2 separate regions of the Sus scrofa genome follow, and region 2 is linked to region 1. Evidence: chromatin contacts called from public HiChIP or PLAC-seq data. All regions are on one chromosome and are shown on one strand. The core of a region is the stretch at or near the end of the contact, and the rest is flanking DNA. Distances in the headings are between cores, read along the strand shown. Region 1 overlaps ASB4 (ankyrin repeat and SOCS box protein 4). Region 2 holds the start of PDK4 (pyruvate dehydrogenase kinase 4).

Evidence for each region. HiChIP or PLAC-seq counts read pairs in DNA pulled down with a chosen protein or histone mark.
Region 2: an H3K27ac HiChIP or PLAC-seq map of skeletal muscle shows a contact between it and region 1. The contact joins the promoter of PDK4 here to the enhancer-like site in region 1. A contact is called at or near these places in 1 of 5 promoter capture datasets (liver), 16 of 47 Hi-C or Micro-C datasets (alveolar macrophages, fetal heart ventricle, heart right ventricle and 7 more) and 1 of 2 datasets of contacts at active chromatin or transcription factors (skeletal muscle).

What each region holds. Positions count from the first base shown.
Region 1 is chr9:75,214,734-75,217,623 of Sscrofa11.1, reverse strand. All of the region lies in intron 3 of ASB4 (ankyrin repeat and SOCS box protein 4), which reads right to left. It overlaps LOC106504960 (a long non-coding RNA gene), which reads right to left. Exons shown (of 3, transcript XR_002347047.1): 1 at 1,187-2,890; 2 at 1-1,035. Among named protein-coding and RNA genes, the nearest start is that of PDK4, 44 kb to the left of the region's middle. Within about 2 kb of position 1,288, at least 18 of the 83 cell types and tissues checked have an H3K27ac peak or open chromatin away from gene starts, as enhancers often do. A contact at or near this core is called in liver, omental adipose tissue, retroperitoneal adipose tissue and 1 more, where this site is marked.
Region 2 is chr9:75,258,490-75,261,407 of Sscrofa11.1, reverse strand. PDK4 (pyruvate dehydrogenase kinase 4) reads left to right here and starts at 1,274. Exons shown (of 11, transcript NM_001159306.1): 1 at 1,274-1,613; 2 at 2,567-2,708. The coding sequence starts at 1,499. All of the region lies in intron 3 of ASB4 (ankyrin repeat and SOCS box protein 4), which reads right to left. All of the region lies in intron 2 of LOC106504960 (a long non-coding RNA gene), which reads right to left.

The DNA of each region.
Region 1 (2,890 bases), core at 39-2,538:
TACGTAACTCCACACAATTCTGAAGGATAGCTATTGTTACGATTAGGAAAGTGAAGCTCAAAAAATGATCAGTGTTATACTGTGAGGGCAAGAGAATTTCCATCACCTCACACCATGCCTGGTGCATAACAGGGCTCGATAAATATTTACTGAATAAATAATGTGAACAAACAGCCCAAGGTCATACTTAGGAAATGGAAAAACAGCATTCAAACTCAACGCATCTTGACCATCAATATCTCCCTAAAGTGTCATCCTCGCACTAACGCTGATTATAGCCACAGCCCAGTTCATAACAGTTCCCTCAGTCTGACTCAGACATATCTTTCAGTGAATTATCTCATTTCTCTCCCCATATGGGAATCTAGCCCCATGAGGGTTCCATCCACATACATGTGAAGCCAATTAGCAGGTCCTGAGCACAGAATGAGCTTATCTTGCCTGGGCTTGGCTTTCTATATTTTGCAGATGCATATGGTTGGTAAAATCACTCCATGGAAGAATCTTTAACTTTCACACAGATCATTCTCCCCTGAGCTTTTCTATTTTCAGTTGCTTAATAAGCAACAGGGATCTGTGTGACATTTATCGTCTCTTAATTACTGTGGATTCTCTCTCAACTTCAGTGCTATAAAGACTGATGAGTTACTTATAGGGACTTTAAAATTATTGGATGGGTGGATGGATAGGTGAATAAATGAATGGATAGATGGATGAATTGGGTGAATGCCTACATTTCAGATAATTGACACCATGTAAATGTATCATGGTTAATCTCAATTCCATAAACCAAAAAAGCAGTTGAATCTTAGAAACTTAGAGAACTATGCAAATAGTTTTCAAACAGGAAGCGATGCCCTATACAAATATAGGGATATATTAAAAGCTTACTTTAAAATATCTATTTATTTACTTACTTACTTACTTATTGGCTGCTCCTGCAGCATACAGAAGTTCCTGGGCCAGTGATCAAACCTGCACCACAGCAGTGAAAACACCTGCTGATCCTTAACCCACTCAGCCACCAGGGAACTCCTAAAATATTTATTTAAAAATATTACTATAAAGGAAGAAATATTTTAAAATATTAGGTTATAGAGATGAGCCAAATGAAGACATGGAAGTTTAGGAAGACCTCAAGGAAGTGTTCCTCTGAGAGAAGGTAAAGGTTTTCTCACCACTTTACCTGCACTTACTGAATTTTAAGCAATCCTTGTGTTCTTTGCCAAAGCTCCAGCAGAGGGCTAACTTGGGAGGGCAGCAACTCAAACTCTGCTTGTACCTGTATGAAATGGGAAAGGTTGATGGCTATTTTTCATAGCCTGAGGCTGAGATGCCAAAGCATGAAAGTAGAAGGAACACATTTGCATTTGGCTTTGGATAGTGTGATTACAGTTGTCCAAAGATATATAGTGGTTTCTGATAATCATTTAAACACTAACCAAGAGGTTGAACAGTGCAGAAAAATAGTCTGTAGGCTTGGTTTGGAAGGCTAGGGGAGCAGGGAGGAGCGGTGGCCACCCAGCACCTCACAGTGTCCCCTGCTGAGGCGGGAGAGAGGCCCTGGTCTCTGTTCTTGGCATCAATCTGACTCTCTCATAAGTTTCTGGCAACCACCCAGAGAGAACAGTGTGTTCCCTGCTGAGTATATACAGGACTTCAAAAACATGTTTGTGTGTGTAGCCCAGTAGGGAGGGCCTGGATTAGTCACTCCTTGTTAACTCCTGCCCCTCCAGAGTGTCAAGAGGAAGACTGTAGTTAAGACCTGCTGCTCAAGTCCCCACAAGCTGGGCAGGTCCTTGGGTCCTGGCTGGTCACATTGCTGGTGTTTCTGAGATGCTCGAATAACGGGTGCAGAGATCAATTTTAGGGAACCTGAATGTTCCTACAGACCATGGTCCAAAAAATCTTCTGTGGCAAGGAGTAAATATCAACTAAGTGTCGGCTAACCTGCTATTATGGTCACAAAGGTCTCCTTTTGGATCCTTGCACCTGTTTTCCAGGGTTAGCTCTTCCGGCTCAGCATGATTACTCACCCTGTGGGAACTAAGATAACGCAGATTAGCTCCAGTCCTGGGTACTGACAGCCTGAAGGGGCTGATTCACTCCCTCTCCCTCACACTGCCTTTCCAGAAGAGCACAACCTGAGCAGAAGGAGAGATTAGTCAGCCTGACCCCAGGGGCCTCTCAGGGGGCTTTTGGAGTTTCCAGTAAACAGAAAAGGGGTTATCGGAATGACCTTAAGCTCCTGGGTCCTGTGGGAAGGCAACCCAGGTCCACCTGTCTTGGACTCTAATAGCAAACAGCTGCCAAAATATTGTGGAGTATCTTAAGGACAACCCAATGTAGATCACAAGATTTCATTCTTACAGACCTATTCCTGTAGACAAAATAGGTCCATTAAAAGGGGGGCACTGTAGAACTTTCTGAGGTCAAACTGTTAGAATTTCTTCATCTTCGAATATATCCAGCACTTTCCTAGTACTGTCTTGCACTATAGTTTTCTGAATGCACAGTCTTGTGCATTCACACACTGCCTGCTCTGCCTGCCCAGTAACTTTCTCCTCATTGTTATAATTCCGTTGGACTTCTCCATCCTGCTCTTTCATTAGTCTGTCAAATTCAACTTGTCCACAATTATAGTCATGTATAGTGGTTTAGAAACAAAAAACATAGGCATTGATATGGGATGGAACGAACTTGAAGCCTCTTATACCTCTTAATTAGCTAAGTGATCTTGGATAATTGCATAACCTCTCTGTACTACAGTTTAATTGTCTGTAAAATAAACATAGCAGTACTTTCATCATAAAGTTGTAGTGAAAATTGAGTTAAAACAAGTAAAATGATTAGCACCATTGTATTTGCCATATTAGATTTGCCGTAAATA
Region 2 (2,918 bases), core at 25-2,524, 44 kb before region 1:
GAAAACAAACTTATGGTTATAAAAGGGGAAACGGGGGAAGAGGGATAAATTAGGTGGTTGGGATTAACATACACACTATTATGCGTAAAATACATAACCAACAAGGATCTACTATATAGCACAGGGAACTATAATCAGTATTTTGCAATAACCTAGAAGGGAAAAGAATCTGAAACAGCACACACACATCCCTGAATCACTGTGCTGACACCTGAAACTAACACAACATTGTAAAATCAACTATACATCAATTGGAAAGGCAATGTGGAATTTTCCCCAAATTTTTGCAACTGTTTAAGCCTGGGTAGCAACAAAGAGAGTAAGCAATCCGAAAGATATACCAGACATGGTTCCAAACCTGATCTCTTTCAGGGAGAGGGACAAAATAAGAACATAAATAGCTACAACTAATGTCATAAGTGACAAAAGCCATATTCGGAAGAAGGAGCGGGGAGAGGCAATTAGGAAGATATCTTGCAGCATAGAGTTTGTGCTGGACATTTACGGGTGGGAAAGAATGTCTTCGGCAAAGGTTTGGATTAAGTACATTTCACACAGGAAGAAAGAGGGAGCAAATTCTCTGATGGGAGGGGAAAAAAGTGAGTCAAACTGACGAATTAATCCCTTTTTAATTTTGTTTTTAATTAACTGTTAAACCTAATGGAGAGAATGTATTACTGGGAATAAACAAATTAATGTTTTGTCACCACAAGAAAGTAAACGTACTTTGGGCTGCGCCTCAAGTCTGCAAAAGGAACTTCCAGTTCCTTACAACGTGTACTATCCAGGAATGGAATATTTTCGCTGTCCAACAGCAGAGAATCCCATACTTTTAGACACAGCTGATTAGCTACTGTAAAAGCCGCGCTCTTAGCAACGACCAATGAGATTCTGGAGCCCAGATTCTTGGAAATAGTTTCTGGCCAAGAATGCGTGACACTGTCACAGCTTCTCACTGGTAAACAAGGACAAGCTTGGGCCGCCCCGCCCCCACTGCCCCGCCCACGCTATCCGGAGTCCTCCTCCAAACTGCGGATCTTAATTCTATTCACCTCCTGAGGTCGACTTCCTCCCACCCCTTTATCCCTTACAGCCTCCAGCACAAAGCCTCCGCGTCCGTGGGGCGGGGCCCAAAGTTCTTTATCGGAGCTGAGTGGCCTGGACCTAAGTTCAGGAAGCTTCTCCTAGTCCCAGTGACTCCTCCCCTTTGGAGTTGGGGGGGGGGGCGGCGTGCAGGGGAACAAATAAAACCTTGGGAGGCGCGGGTGGTGACAGGACACCAATCTGAGTCTCAGGCTACCTACTGCTCCTACGACTCAGTGCCTCATTCCTCCACCAAGAAGCACCCCGGAACCTCAGCCTAGGTCTGGGAGCACCACCCCACCTGTTCTCTCCGCAGGGACGTGCCCCTCCCGCGCCCTACAAGGTCCTAGGTCCTGCTTCTGGCAGCCTTCACCCCTCCAACCAGCCTCAGCTCCAGTCTGGAACAGGCATCAGGATGAAAGCGGCTCGCTTTGTGATGCGCAGCGCTGGCTCCCTGGTTCCCCGAGAGGTCGAGCATTTCTCGCGCTACAGCCCATCCCCGCTGTCCATAAAGCAGCTGCTGGACTTCGGTGAGTGGGGACATAAGGCCCAGCTTGGGGTGCAGGGACTTGGAAGCTGCCTTAAACTTTCAGACCTTGTGTAGGGAGGGCTGGGTCCATTACATAAAACACCTGGGGTATACTTTCCTATTAAACCCTGGAACCTCAACACTAGTACACTTTGCCTTTTGTTAGATTTGCTTTCTTTCTGACAGTGCCTGCAGGCCAAGGCCACTTGCAGCCTGACATGCTGGATGGTTTGAGCTCATCTTTTTCTCTTACTGTACAAAATTTTCAGTCAAAATACTTTTTGCTTTCAGTCACCATTTAACAACTTTATACCCTTCTTCAGGGCATACTACATCTTGAAGAAGATTCCTAATATTATAAACTAGCCTCAGATTAATTGAGATTTTTAGCCTTGAGCCACCCTTCATCCCTCCACAGGGTTCATCTCGCTGCATTCCTAACAAATTTGTCTCTTTACCATCCATATATTTGCATTACTGCTGCAAATATTTACAAACTTTCTGCAGAAATCTCATAAAGAAAATTTCAAGGATTTAAATGTGGTATTATTTATCGCCAGTCTGGAAACATCAGGATTCCCACCCCTCCCCTTATCCCCTCACTCCAGTTTCATCTAAGACTATATAAATGATGTCTCCTTGACATCATCATTTGATTGAATCCTGCACTCTTTTATGAATACTAAGATTCATATTGGGGGGTATTATGAAAAGAGAATCTTTGTCAAAAAGAAAAAATAATATTTGTCATATTTGGTCACTTTTTAAGAAAGAAAAAGACAAAAGATAATAAAGAAGATGCTTACTCTTGAATTACCTATAAGTAGTAACCCAACTGAGAGTGAAATATAATTTTGTAATATATTTATGTGTGTGCTCAATATTGGATAGTTAATACTACTCAAATATATAATTTATACATTTTCCCAAAAACTAAATAATATTTTATTACAGGTTCAGAAAATGCATGTGAAAGAACCTCTTTTGCATTTTTGCGACAAGAGTTGCCTGTGAGGCTAGCCAATATCCTGAAGGAAATTTATATCCTCCCTGATCGATTAGTAAATACCTCTTCAGTGCAATTAGTTAAGAGCTGGTAAGTGATGAACCATTCTGAAACAGTATCTAGTTTTAAGACAGGGATCTGAGTGAGAATTCTTGTAATATGTTAACATCATAATTAGACAACAGGTGGCCTGAACATTAAATACTTTTGAAAGATAAAAATAATATTTTTACTAATTTAGGGTGAGTTATAAGGGCAATTATAAAGCTATAAATATTTTGCCCTGAAAAAGTAGGTACT